Regions from separate parts of the Gossypium hirsutum genome. Here all the other regions are linked to region 3. A link is a contact called in public Hi-C data. All regions are on one chromosome and are shown on one strand. Each heading gives the region's core, a stretch centred on a gene start, on an enhancer-like site or on the middle of the called end of the contact. The rest is flanking DNA. Distances are from core to core; before and after follow the strand shown. Region 1 overlaps LOC107892018 (protein CASP). Region 2 holds the start of LOC107897679 (DNA mismatch repair protein MSH2). Region 3 holds the start of LOC107888845.

What was found. A called contact is a pair of places that touch in the nucleus more often than the background predicts.
Region 1: a contact with region 3 is called in a Hi-C map of leaf, with 3 times the contacts expected there. The contact joins the enhancer-like site here to the promoter of LOC107888845 in region 3. A contact is called at or near these places in 9 of 34 Hi-C or Micro-C datasets (anther, callus, hypocotyl and 2 more).
Region 2: a Hi-C map of leaf shows a contact between it and region 3, with 2.5 times the contacts expected there. The contact joins the promoter of LOC107897679 here to the promoter of LOC107888845 in region 3. A contact is called at or near these places in 2 of 34 Hi-C or Micro-C datasets (both in leaf).

What each region holds. Positions count from the first base shown.
Region 1 is chrD09:24,511,576-24,516,494 of Gossypium_hirsutum_v2.1, forward strand. LOC107892018 (protein CASP) reads right to left here. Exons shown (of 19, transcript XM_016816980.2): 14 at 4,761-4,868; 15 at 4,490-4,633; 16 at 4,296-4,397; 17 at 3,579-3,658; 18 at 2,803-2,895; 19 at 2,497-2,715. The coding sequence ends at 2,655. Among protein-coding and RNA genes, the nearest start is that of LOC107892018, 18 kb to the right of the region's middle. Within about 2 kb of position 1,861, at least 7 of the 9 cell types and tissues checked have an H3K27ac peak or open chromatin away from gene starts, as enhancers often do. A contact at or near this core is called in hypocotyl and leaf, where this site is marked.
Region 2 is chrD09:24,175,527-24,180,049 of Gossypium_hirsutum_v2.1, forward strand. LOC107897679 (DNA mismatch repair protein MSH2) reads left to right here and starts at 3,103. Exons shown (of 12, transcript XR_005918577.1): 1 at 3,103-3,408; 2 at 3,545-3,594; 3 at 3,808-3,840; 4 at 4,484-4,523.
Region 3 is chrD09:24,355,099-24,359,782 of Gossypium_hirsutum_v2.1, forward strand. It overlaps LOC107888845, which reads left to right and starts at 3,103. Exons shown (of 6, transcript XM_016813093.2): 1 at 3,103-3,929; 2 at 4,029-4,147; 3 at 4,322-4,501. The coding sequence starts at 3,798. LOC107888844 (transcription factor MYBS1) reads left to right here and starts at 1,337. Exons shown (of 2, transcript XM_016813091.2): 1 at 1,337-1,995; 2 at 2,159-2,987. The coding sequence starts at 1,577. The coding sequence ends at 2,627.

The sequences.
Region 1 (4,919 bases), core at 611-3,110, 160 kb after region 3:
TTGTCACGTCAACTCGAGTTTGACCTCTACTGTGCCAGAACATCTGCTCTCTGCCTAAGAGTCCTCTTGTGTTCACCTCGGTGTCAACCTTCAGCTAAGAATGAAAGGTTAAAGATACTAGCGGCCTGGAAATAGAAAAAAATATATGTTGATTACACTAGAAAGCCCTTTGCTTTTCCCGATGATTATGGCTTCAATCTTATGCATGGTATATGTAAGGCATCATTTACAGGTATCCAAAAAGCTTAAACTCGTGACCACATAATGACTGTCAATTGGCCCCTAGTTATACTCGAACCCGTGATCGTATCATGGCCACCGATTGGGACCTCCACTTAAACTTCAGCCCATGATCGTATCAAGCACTATCACCTCAAAGCCTGACTTTAATAGGATGGGTTTCTGAGGTAATGGTTCTATCCCAGCACGACATATGAAATTATGTGTTATAAGACGCGTTATCACATCAGCGGCCCCTCAAATCTACATATAAACTTTCACGATTTCACTCTTAAAACCCTAAACCCTAATTCTTAACAAAAAACTCTAACTCTAACCCTAAAATTAAAAAAAAAACCCTTAAAAGTTTGAACAACTCAATTCGAATAACTCAAACTTTGAATTTCTTCGACTTGATTCGAGTTTTGCACACCCCTAGTTTAAATCAGTACCAAGTAGTCTTTGTTTTGCTTTGGTCAAAATTTTAATGTGTCTCAACCATTTCAGTGTGTTTCGGTCTATTTCAGTCAATATCAGTTTGTATCGGTGCATACCGGCTCCTATTGATTTGTGCAAAATTTTAAAATTTTTTATTTTAACCACTTTAAGTTTTCTATAATTATATTTAAAATTAAAAGCTATTAAATTAAATTATTGAACTTAATGAATAATTTTAAACTTATATTTACATATAAATATATTTATATGAATGTAATGGAGATGTATTTGTATCTATATGTAATACATAATTTTTTTTTAACAAAATAATATATAATTTATTAAGAAACTAAAAAATTATACTATAAATATATGTGAAAAGTATTTAAATGCATATATAATTTATCAAAAAACTAAAAATGAGTATATATGTAAAAAAATATTTAAAAAATCAATAAATCCAAAACAGTACATTAAAACATGTCAATATCGATAAATCCAAATAGATACATCAAAACATATCAATACGGGTACATACTAGTACCCAAACAAAAAGTGATTAGTCCACCGGTATAGTACTGACTATCCTGCTTGTGACACTAATTTAGTCAATAATTTAATTATAGTAAAGATGTTTGTTATTTTTTAAAATAATAACTTTTAAACCTTTACAAATTTAATTAATATCCGATTAACTTATGACACCAACTCAAATAAAAAAATTATAATAATATAGAAACAACATCTATCATATTTGAAAATTGATAACTTCTAATTAGGATCAAACCAATTCATAAATATGAAAATATAAAAGTTTAATGTTGCTCTCTTAGCAAAACAAGCTTGGCGATTGTTAGCTAATTTGAACTCGCTTGTTGCATGTTTGTTAAAGGCTAAATACTAATATTTTGAAAACCAAACTGGACTGGCCGGTCGAACTGGGAACTGGAAAAGTAACCAGTCCGTTCAACAGCAAAAATCCTTTTGAACCGAGTATCAGAAAAACCGGTCGAACCGGCTTTTGGAAATTTTGAACTCCCTGGATTAGGTCAAGCTGGAAAAACGATCCAATAATAAAAAAGTCTGGTTCTTTTCAACTATGAGACCAAAGCAGAAAAAAATAAATAAAAATAAATTTAAAATTTTGAAAACTAAAAGCTAATGTCCTAAATCTACCCGTGACCCTCACCCCCCACAGTCCCACACCCATCAGACCATCAGATTCTTCAGCCCCAGGATAGCACCGTCTACTCTGCCTCACCCACCCTCAATCTAGAAGGGTTTAAAGTTTAAATAGTAGAGTTATGAAGAAGAAAAGTTTAGGAAAAAGAAAAAAATATGAATTATTGAAAAAAAGAAAGAGAAGTTAGAGTGAAGAAGCCAAAGTAATCTCATCAGAAAAGAAAAGAAAGGACAGTGAAGGTCACCCACTTATAGTATTCACGAATAAGAACAAAAAATAAAACAAATATTAAAATAAGTAAAAAGTATGGTGTGTATTTACACACCTTGAACTAGCTAATGGTTGGATTCGGTGTCTACTCAGTGAAGAATGGAAATGTTTGGCTGAAGCTTTGTGACTTTGATTACCCAGACTTCTCATTTCTTCGATAGTATTATTTTTTCAACCTCCTGTTTTGCGTTATCTCTTCTTAGTTTCAAGACTTTGTATTTCCCCTTAATATCTTATTATTATCAGATGGCATTTTCTTCAAAAAGAAATATTTTGAAATCGAATTTCCTCACCTCCATTTTCAAGACAATAATCTCAATTTTTTAAAAAGAAAAATACGTGCACTGGAATTAGGATGGCGTAACAAACCCAAGTTGAGAACAAACTTAAGATCGAAAGACATGGATGTATATTATTAGCTATTTTGAACATAACATGATTGTGTTACATGTACAGTTTATTAAGTCTGTAAATTTAATTTCAATGCCATATTCTTCTCACAAGAACAAACCATAAATGAAGAAATGGCTAAGGGTAGATGTCACTAATATCCACGCGGAAGGTTCAAGTTTTTCTCAACGACGGCAGTTTCCTCAGAGCCATGGCTGCATTAACAAAAAATACATGTAGAGTCAGATTAATCTGAAAGGAAATCTGGCTTAGTTATAGTAATGATTAGGGCACGTTATCACCTGAGGTAGCTTAGAGCGGACATTCGGTATAGACAAGTAAACACTAGGATATGCAAACCAATTGTGTAGAAAAATGCAAATGTTCGAGCACACCTGCACTTACAAACCAAGTATTTCATTAGCAAATCAACGAACTTTCTAAGCAAGCAGGTATTATTGCGTCCACACGTCACGGAGAGAATTGCGTCAGACTCCCTTATACAATGGTGACCACATTAATTTAACTACGGGCCAACAAAAATGTGCTACTACTATTCTTATTTGATATATAGAAGGGATATAACACCCAAAAGAATGTAAAGGTACATGCACATAGAAATTCTGCTCATTTACAAATGCACATTTTTAGACAGGGAACAACACTCGGACCAAAGTTGACCTATAATAAGCATTTGAATGAAGTCAACTACCTTACACAATCATCCTGCGTTAAATGATCCAAACCCCAGATCCAATTACTATTCGGTTTGCTGTTTGCAAAGTAAAACGAGAAAAAAAGTTGAGCCTACTATAAGACATACCCCAACCTACGTGAAACCTATATTCACCCGCTTAAGAGTGACTATCCTCAAGAAAATAATGAAGTGGAAAGAAGACAGAGACCTAAACTCAACCTTGGTCACAATGCTAGACACCCCAAATCTACCAGCGTGATTGCCACCTTTACAAATGTGCATACACTCAAAAAGAAAAATGAAAGAAATGGAACAAGAGATCCTGCCAAATAAAGCATACTATACACTGTATATGCAATAGATGATGAAACAAAACCATACTTGTTTCCCAGAAGAAAACGTCCGCTGCTGAGTGTGATTCTGTCTCTGAAGCCCAGCTCCTTGTATCTTTGATCCCTCTCCTATGTAATAAATGAAATTGATTATTCCATTATATCCAACAAACAGCATGAATAGAAATGTGACCTGAACTCGAAGATTCCATGAATGTAAATGTTAACTGGATTATTTTGATATTTTCATATGAGTTGGCATGGACGGTAAAAAGCTGTGAGTTTGCATGTCTTGGCTGTTCAACTTTGTTCCCAACTAAAATAAGCTTTACAAGGACAATTCTTCTTCATTTATATTAGCCTGATAAAAATATGTCTCATAGCAACGGACAAGGGTGTGTATCAACATCTTATTTTGAATCAGTCTTGATACTTGCAAAGAGAAAGAATATTTGAGCATTGTTCCAAAAGAAACCAGAATTATCAGATCATTCATTGCATGTATGATGGAATGTATGGCACAAATACAAAATCTGATTTATGCTTGAAGATATGTAACTAAGAAAATTAAGTTGATTTAGTTCATCTAATAAAAACAAGCCTGTGAACACCCACAGTTTCTTCTCTTCTAAAATTTGTAAATTTGTAATGAATCAAACAACAAAGGGAACTCTACATGCCTAAGTTCAAAACTAAACTAGATCACGTGATATATGTGAACCTGACAGAGCTACATATTTCATGAATGGAGCTCAAGTTTACCAACCTTTTTTGAGAATGCTGCAAAGGGATTAATATCATCCTCATATATCTTCTTGTACTTGGATTCAACATCTGAGGTGAAACCACTTTCAAGATCCTCGGCATACTGAAAGGTGATCAGATACAAGAAGACAGCTTCAAGATATGATACTATAGTCACTAATGAGAATCATGAAATGTACTAAAAGCAACAAGTACCTTCTTTGATCCTCTAGAAATTACTTTCTCCTGGTTATAATCCTGGACATAACGAATCTTTCCATAAAGTTTAACATTATCAGCTTTTGTTTTCTCCAGTTCTGTTGTTAGCTCCCCTATCTTCTCCTTTAATTGCCTTATTTCCTATAAGATAAGGAACATTCAACAACGTTATTTTGCAGAAACCATAAACTTAATGCATATAATAAGAATTCCATTAAACAAAAATTGAAACAAAATGCAAGTATGCGCAGAAAGGTGGACGGCATACTTCTTCAGTTTCCCGCAAACGTGCCCTAAATCGATCACGCTGATTGCAGATCACCTTCAGCATTGAGCTTTGGTCTTGATCTGCGGAAACTTGTTTCTGATCTGTGTTCTGCTCCATAATAGGAAATGAAATAATAAATCAGAGTTCATTGTGAAAATT
Region 2 (4,523 bases), core at 1,853-4,352, 180 kb before region 3:
GAAAATTAAACCTTAACGTTATACACTCATAATAAAAAAATAAACAACTCTAAAAGACAAAGAAAAGAAGTCAATATTTTCTTGCTTGTAACTTTTAAAGAGTAATCAAACTCAATAATATTCAAAAAGATGTGGGATCATCTCTAACGAAATTGACCCAAGGCTCTAAGAAGCCAAAGAAAAACTCGACTCCAAAGGAAGTAAGTTGTGCGGAGAAAAGAAAGGCAATTGTTTCCATACCTATTAACACAAGAAGCGAAAATGTGTTTGAATGCATGATAGAATAAGAAAAGTTAAGAATAAAAGAAAATCTAATGTTATAATCAAAGAAAATAAACTATTCAACTGAAAACTCGCAATAATGGAAAACAACTTGATTTTTTTTTTCAAAGTGTTCCTAATTTCCAAAAATCACGAAATTTAAACTAGGGTCTCCTCTAATAATGTAGATCTTTTCTAGAAAATTTGGGCACAAAACCCATAAAATATTTTTTCTTTTCTTTTTTTTCATATTTTTCTATTTTACACTTTTTTAATCATTTTTTTTGTGGAAAAATATTTTTTTATATTCTAAAAGAGTGCCAAGAATCAGTATGTAAAATTTCAGATTATTTAGAAAATGTTTACCCATTGAAGAAAAAAAATTCGAAAAACTTTCTAGGTAAAAAGAACAAAAAAATTATTTTGAGGTTATTTGTTAGAAATCAGTTTATAAGAACACAAAGAAAACCTAAAACGCCCAAATGTGATACCAAATGATAAGAAATTGAATGGAGGAAGCGAAAAAGGCGGAAGGAAGATCGTATTCAAGTTGTTTGACTCGAAAAAAAAATTGGATCTGACCTAAAAAGAAAACACCAAATAAATTTATGAAAACAACGAAAAAAATAACTAAAATAAGAAATTTAAGAAAATATAATAAATAAATAAATCAACGAAAATTAGAAAAAACAAAGAGAAAGATGGAATTAGTAAACTGATGGATATGATAGATAGATGGATAAGTGTCCAACTAAACCCTTTCAGATATAAATCCCAACAAACTCAATTAATGACTCTAATCAACCCTCCAAGAAATAATTCTTGGCAAATTGAAGGATGAAAAATGAATTCTCATGACTCCTTGAAGAAAATCGAAAAGAAAACTACTTCTAAAAAATCACAATAAAGAAATCTTGCACAAAGAAACTAACTCTCAAAGTTGAAAATTAATGAAAACAATCTCCTGTTAATGAACAATGAAGAAGCCTTTATATAGGCTAACTAAGTACATCCAAATAAAACTCTAAAGTATACTGAAACTCTAATTAATCTAAATAAGAAGTAGTTTTAAACTAAATTTTCTTGTTTGACTATGAAACAAAAACTTCTAAACAACTTATAATACTTAAACAATATCCAAAATTCGGAATAAATAAATGATAAAATAATAAAACCTAATAAATACAATTTTGAGATCATATATAATAAAAATTAAGCCTAAAAACTGAACACAATATGATTTAAACTCGAATTAAAAGCCCAAAAGTAGTAATTTCCGTCATAATCTCATTCAGAAATTCTGCTCGCGCAGTTTTCACTAAAACAGTCATAACTTAAGCTCTTGAACTTGAAATCGAGTGATTCAAAGTTTGTTTCAAAACTAAGAGATAGATCTTAAAACTCTATGCAGACATCTAAGCCCATAAATGCCTAGATACCATCCAAAAATGCATCGCAAATTGACTAATCTTTTCAGCTTGAAAATTGACAGCTTGATTGAATTGATTTCAATAAATTTCACCCATTCCGTACATGTATCAGTCCTTGTTTTCTCGAAAAGATTCATCATCGTATTTTGTCTTTGATCAAATCTTGGTTTGATTTACTTAGCCTTTGACCTTATTGTTGGGCATTGAAGTAGTGTAAGCCCATCACATCCATAGGTCCGAAATTGGGCCTTGAGACTCTCATCATATAATCAATATTATCATTTGCAAATGTTAAATTATTTAAATTTACTGATTAACTAACTTATTACTATATTCAAATTCAATAAATCTACATCGCTTTTAGGATTATAATTAATTTATACACTAAACTCGTGCATCACACGTAAGAAGACTAATATTATATATTATAAGGTTTATCTAAAATAGAAATAAACAAACATGTTCACATTATAGTTTTTTAACAAATGGACACTCCCTCGTTTAAGGCACTTATTTTCAATTTGGATAAATTTCTCTTTTATATATTGTTTTTTAAATTAGGGCTTGTTTGATAGACCATTGAAAATAATAAGTATATAAGAACTATTTATCACTTAATGGAGGATATATTCAATCAATTAAATTTTATTTTATTTATTTTATTATTATATTATCCAATAAAAATTTTACGTTTAAAATTTGATTTTTGTTTAGAATAAAGTGAAATGTTTAAAAATTAAGGATAAAATGTAGAATTTTTTTTAATTTAAAATTTATGTTTATCAAACAATTTTATAACTTAAATTCAGTACTTAAAATTTTCAACACTTATTTTTCTGCATTTAATTTTTCAATTTATCAAACATTAACTTATATTAAATTAATTTAAACATTACTTAATTTTTGAACGTATATTACAATTCATAGGACTCCTTTTTTAAATTAATGTTTCATAATAAAATTATTTTTAATACTATTAATTATTATTTTTTCATGAATTAATTTATTTTCTAGTACAAAATTTTATAATAAAATATTGACATATCTACTTTTTATTAATCATTTTAATATAATATTTCAAATCTAAATTTTTCAATTTATTTTAACAATTAATATCTTTATTTATTATAATATTTTAATATTCTATTTCGAGACTTCAAAATAAAACAATAAATATATATCATTAATATGTATTATCAATTTTAAAATTTTTTAAAAACCAATTAAATTGACAAGCACAAATGATATTATTTTGATACGGACATACAAAGTAGCATTAAACCTAAAAGAAAATATGAAGTAGAATTGAGATACTTACAAATTTGTGGCTTTGTGCATAGTGGATGAAATGAAAGAAAGGCCCAATTCTAGTTATAAATTGAGTCTCCAAGTTATCATCTGTTTTCAGGACTTGGCCCAAGCTTAGGTCAGGTTGATCCAACTTCAACACAACCAAGAAATATGGAGTACTTCGGAGACACCTTCTCACAACCCCGCCAATTCCTTTCCCGCCATCAGAAAAAGGCCCTTTATTTTAGGTTTTGTGTTTTTGTTTTTCTACAGAATCAGATTAGGTTTTTGGTTTCTGTTCTCTGAAGCTGAAAAGTAGCAATTTTCTTTCTCTTTTTTTTCCCCTGTTTTTGGGCTTTTTGGTAAGTTGTCTCGAAAATGGATGAAAATTTTGATGAACAAAACAAGCTTCCAGAGCTCAAACTAGGTACCCACTCACTCCTTTTTCTGTTAGAAACTTCTTTTGATACTTTTAATTTTCTTTTGATAATTTTTTTCCAGGAATTTATGGTTGATAATACTTTTCTCCTTTTTTGGTTTTTTTTTTGGGTTACTGTTAACAGACGCTAAGCAGGCTCAAGGGTTTCTCTCATTTTTCAAAACTCTACCGAATGTAGGCCCCCTTTTCTTTTTCTATCTATTGGGATTTATATTACTAGTTATGGTTTTTTTTCCTTTAATGTTTATTTACTTATATAATGAAACCGAACAAGAACAGGTAAAATGGGGGAGAAAATGCCATGTCAATACTTAATATAGTTTGAAAAAAATGATTTAATTTGAACTATATTTCGTTTCCCTGATCATATGGTCTCTTCCTTTACAGGATCCAAGGGCTGTTCGGTTTTTTGATCGCCGGGTTAGTTCAGGCTTATAGTCTTTACCACTGTGGGTTGTAAAATTTTATGTTGTCTTTACTTCAATTATGATTATTGGTTAAATAATTTGCTTTGAGAACTGGGTGCTTATTTTTCACCTATATTAAGAAATGCCAGTTGGGTTGTCTTTGAAATTAAATATTTTTATTTCTTAATATATAAAAAAGGAAATGGAAATATGGTCTGCATATAACTGTTCTTCAGGAGATTGCTATATACGTATACGTGTGTTATCTGAAGTTCAGGGGAAAATGGTTAAATTTTTTAAAGGATCAGACGGTTTTGGAAATATTTTTCAAATCCATTTATTCATGCTAAAGTATATTGCCATTTTTGCAATGTCCTATCCCTAATTACCCATTTTCTTATATGTACCTTTCCCTTTCTACTTGTCAACCATTTCAACCTTCATCTCTGTCAGAATTTGTAAATGTGCAATGCTGCCTGTAAAAATACACAAGCGGACATCAAGACATTCTCATATTACACACATATATATAAATGCATATGTATATATTAGGTTTCTAAAACTTGTACAAATTGATTTTGTTCTATAATGCTAGTTTTATTTTCCTTTTCATTGTAAGCACCACATTTCCAAACTATTGTTTTCTGAATATACAGGATTATTATACTGCTCATGGTGAAAATGCAACCTTTATCG
Region 3 (4,684 bases), core at 1,853-4,352:
TTTTGTTAAAAAAATAAATATTATTAATTCAAATAAATTGTTCGTTAATTTCATATAATTTAGAAATCTTACATTACTTTACGAAGAGATGACATTAAAATTACTTCTACATTACCAAAGCTTTGTATTATAAAAATTTAGCACAGTTGAAAATATAGAATTACCAAATTAAAATAAGTTTAAAAATTCAAATAAAAAAATATAGTTTTGAAATTTTTTATTACTGCAAAAGGTATAAAATTTCTATCAACAGTCCAAATAACAAGGAAAGAAGGCAGAATAGTTGTTTTATCTCATAGGTGTCTATACTTTTTGTAAATTTGAAATTTAGTTTTTATATTTTTATTTTTAAAAATTTAAATTTTTATTTCTTAAAATTTAAAATTTAAGTTTAATTGTTAATTTTTTTTTTTAAATTTAGGTTCACTATAACACTAATTTTTTAATTGTATTACTATCGAGTGAGTACTTTTTTATTATTTCAATGTCACTCTATTAAATTTAACAAAAAATTTAACATTATTAATAATTAAACTTAAATTTAAAAATTTTAAAAATAAATAAATAAAATTCTTGAAAATAAAAATATAAGGACTAAAGTTTAAATTTATGAAAAGTATAGAACCCTAAGACATATTTTAATTTAATTATGAGAAGAATGTACAAAATGCGCGCGTGGTGGTAATCTTCTAGAAAGATTCTCTGGGACCTCATCTCCCTTGATTTTGCTCCCTCTATGATTAGAGTAAAAAAGAGAGTCTATTTTGCATCTCAGTCCTTATACATTTTTGAAAATTTTAAATTTAACTATTCTACTTTTAATTTTAAAATTTTAATCTCTTGAATAGTCTGATTTAAAATTTTAATATAAAAAAAATTAATTGATAAAACCGTTTGTTAACTTTTATTAAATTTGAATGTGTTAGTTCTTTAATTTCTTTAAATCAAATCATTGAATATTGAAATATCATATATTCGAATTTAGCATAAATTTATTAATTAGATTTAAATTTTAAAATAAAAAAAACTACATAGACTAAATTTCTTGAAAAAAAAAGAGATTAAAAAAAATATGTATAACTACAAATGCATTAAAAAGAAAGCATTTTATGTATTTTTTAAATTTTATTTAATTTTTCTTACATTCTATTTAGAAACATGAAAATTTAATTTTTTTTATAGCTACAAGTGTCATAATTCACTCTATTGTTTGAGACTAATTCTATTTGAGTAGAAGTAGTATTTAAGAGAAACCTTTCTAATAGTGATAATTTCAGAATTTGAACTCAATCTAGATATTTAAAAACAAGTCGACTTTACTCCTTTCAGTCGACTATCAGTGAAGATTGACAATTTATGAATTGCTTTCAAAGTGGTCCATATCAATTTCATTTTATGTTTTATATTTTAATTTCCCCCTAATTTATTTTATACTTCTATCCCTTATCCTACACTCTCATTTCCCATTATTTTATTTTTATTTTTCGACCCCTTCCAAATGCAACCAAGCTGTTGAACATAGAGAACATTGAGCTTAGAAATTGAGTGACCTCTTTTGTAGGGTATTATTGGTAGTATGGCAGGAAGTGTTAGTTGGAGCAGGGAAGAAGAGAAGGCATTTGAAAACGCAATAGCAATGCATTGGATAGACAAAGAGGAATGTGAAGAGCAATGGGAAAAGATTGCTTCAACGGTTCCTACTAAAAGTCTTGAGGAATTGAAGCTTCACTACGAATTATTAGTGGAGGATGTTACTGCAATAGAGGCTGGTCATGTTCCACTTCCTTGTTATAAAGGAGAAGAACCTTCCTCTTCTGCTAAGGATTATTTTCATGGACCTTCCATGGCTCCTAATTCTGATAGGAGATCCAATTCCGGTTACGGAAATGGGTTTTCGGGGTTAACCCTTGATTCTACTGGACATGGAGGGAAACAGAGTTCGAGGTCCGACCAAGAAAGAAGGAAAGGAATCCCATGGACTGAAGAAGAGCATAGGTATTCCCCTCTACTACATCTTTTCTGTTTTTTTTTTTTCTTAAATACTGACTTAAGTATTGGAACGTGACTCGAATTAAGACTTGAGTGCCCTAGGATTTGGGGTCTTATAGAAAATAAAGATATATGCAATGTGACAAGCAACATTACATGTGTCATTCAGGTTATTTCTACTTGGTTTAGACAAGTTTGGGAAAGGAGATTGGAGAAGCATTTCAAGGAACTTTGTGATATCGAGAACTCCGACGCAGGTGGCTAGCCATGCACAAAAGTATTTTATACGCTTAAATTCGATGAATAGAGACCGGCGGCGGTCCAGCATCCACGACATCACGAGTGTTAACAATGGGGATACGTCTCATCAAGCGCCTATCACCGGCCAACAGGCTAACACAAACTCACCCGGTGCAGCGGTCATGGGGCAATCAGTGAAGCACAGGGCTCAGCCGCATTTGCCGGGTTTAGGCATGTACGGAGCGCCTGTTGGGCGGCCGATTGCTGCTGCTCCAGGGCATATTGGATCTGCTGTAGGAACTCCTGTTATGCTTCCTCCTGCTCACCATCCTCATTCCCCTCCTCCTTACATTGTCCCTGTTGCTTACCCCATGGCACCACCTCCTATGCACCAATAAGTTCAAAATTCAATTAATGATTTAAAGGTAACCTAACAAGTTGTGTTTTTGTGAACATGAAAAATATGCAGAAGGAATAAAGCAGATGAGAGAACTCTTCGTTTTTTTGCTGTAGTTATCCATTTTTCTGACTGCAAAAAAGGTACATGTTATTTGACTACAAAGTCCCCTGCCCAGATGAGTCTTTTCACTAAGCGAAGCAATGAAACTGGCTTTAAAAAAATAGCCAGATGGGTTATTTTGGGCAAATAAGTGTTGTTTATGGCTTCCTCTCATGATAAAATGTAAAAACAGTCTTATTTAAAGGCTTGTATTATTCCTACGGGTTCAGTAAAGCGCTTTCAATGCTTTTGTTCTTCATACTGACTGCAACTTTGGGAAGCTTGAACTTAGAGTAGCCCAATAGTAGTACTTCATTCGAATCTTCAAACGACAACGTTATCGGCTTCACAACCATTCGAGGCCCATATGAACACCGCCGCCGCTATATAAAAGGTCTAGGGAGGCTTTTAGGCCCTTGGGCAAATGAAGACATAAAGCCTCTGATTTCACTCCCTTTTAATTTAGTCCCTAAACTATTATTTTCTCAATTTCCTCTTTTTTTCCAATCAACCCTTGGCGTAATTTAATATGCAATACCATAAACAAATTAGCATGATAAAAGAAAATTAGCAAATTAAGGTACAATTAATATAATTAAAATGTACAGAAAATCAAAATCGAATTTAAATTTAACACATCACTAAACACATGGTTGAATAATCAAATCAAATGATTGATATATTTTTTCAAATGAGTTCATGACTCATACAATTATTAAAAATCTAAATTATTAACTTGATTGATATAAACGTTGTTATCAATATAAGACGACGTGAATTCGAGTACGAGATTGTGAAAAAAAAAACTAAAAAAGGACTATTAATATATATAAAAAAATTTATGAATACCAAAGACAAAACCTAGTGGACCATGGATACATTTCTACCTTCGAATTTGACCCAGAACTCATGGGTAGTTTTAGATTATTTCCTTTCCTTTTTGCAGTCACAGCCCTTCCGCTTAATTCAAACATTTTCTCTTCTTTATTCCAAAACCCACCTCGTCCTTGTAATGTTTTGCCGATTGCCGCCGCCACCCTGATATCCATCATTATTCACTCGATAATTGATGGAGGCTATGATAAAGAAATATCAGCAGAAATTCAAGAAAGCAAAAGATGAAATGAGTAAATGGGACGACCTTCAATCTCGCTTAATTTCCCACTTTCGAAATGCTTCTTCCATTATTTCCAGATTACAGGTCTGTTATCCCCTTTGTTTCTCTCTCCCAAATTTTGTTTATTTATTTTATTTCCTTCAAAAAACAGTTTTTTTTTTGTTTTTTTGTTTTGGTGATCAGATTATTCAAAACTCTAAAAACTATGCCAGTTTAAATTGTGTTGGAGGAATGGAAGCTGCAGTGATGCAAAAGCAGATGGATTCTTTGCAAACCATTTTACTTTCCATGAAAAATACAATGTAAGTGTTTAAGTCTCTGTTTCTATTTGCTTTTTGAGAATATAAATGACACTATGATTAATTTATTGAATGATTGATTGAAGTTGGCAAACAAACAAGGCTAAATCTTAGGTTTGAACTAGAAATTGTTTTTAATGTGTTATGTTTTAACTTTAGTTTTAAAAAGATTTTCAGGGAGGACTTTCGCGGTGTTGTTCTTTCCCTTGAGAAGCTTCAACATGATGGTAAACAGCTAGCAAAAGGTAGCTCCAATCAGATGAACAAGAAACAACTGCAACATAGAATTGGCGTAAAACCGACTCTTACAAATTGCATAGATGGGCTTGTACTTCTCCATGAAATCTATCACGACGAGTAATTAACCGTTTCCTCTTTCAAAAAATTTCCCGAGGATGTATTCTTTTCAATATGCTGCAAGTAGGAATGTGTTTGGACCTATTTATGTTTCCCTAGATTTTTCATGATTGCACTTTTCACTGTCTGTGGTTTGAGCAACTTGCTTTGATTGGGTTTTGGTCAAACTCTGAGGTAGCAAGA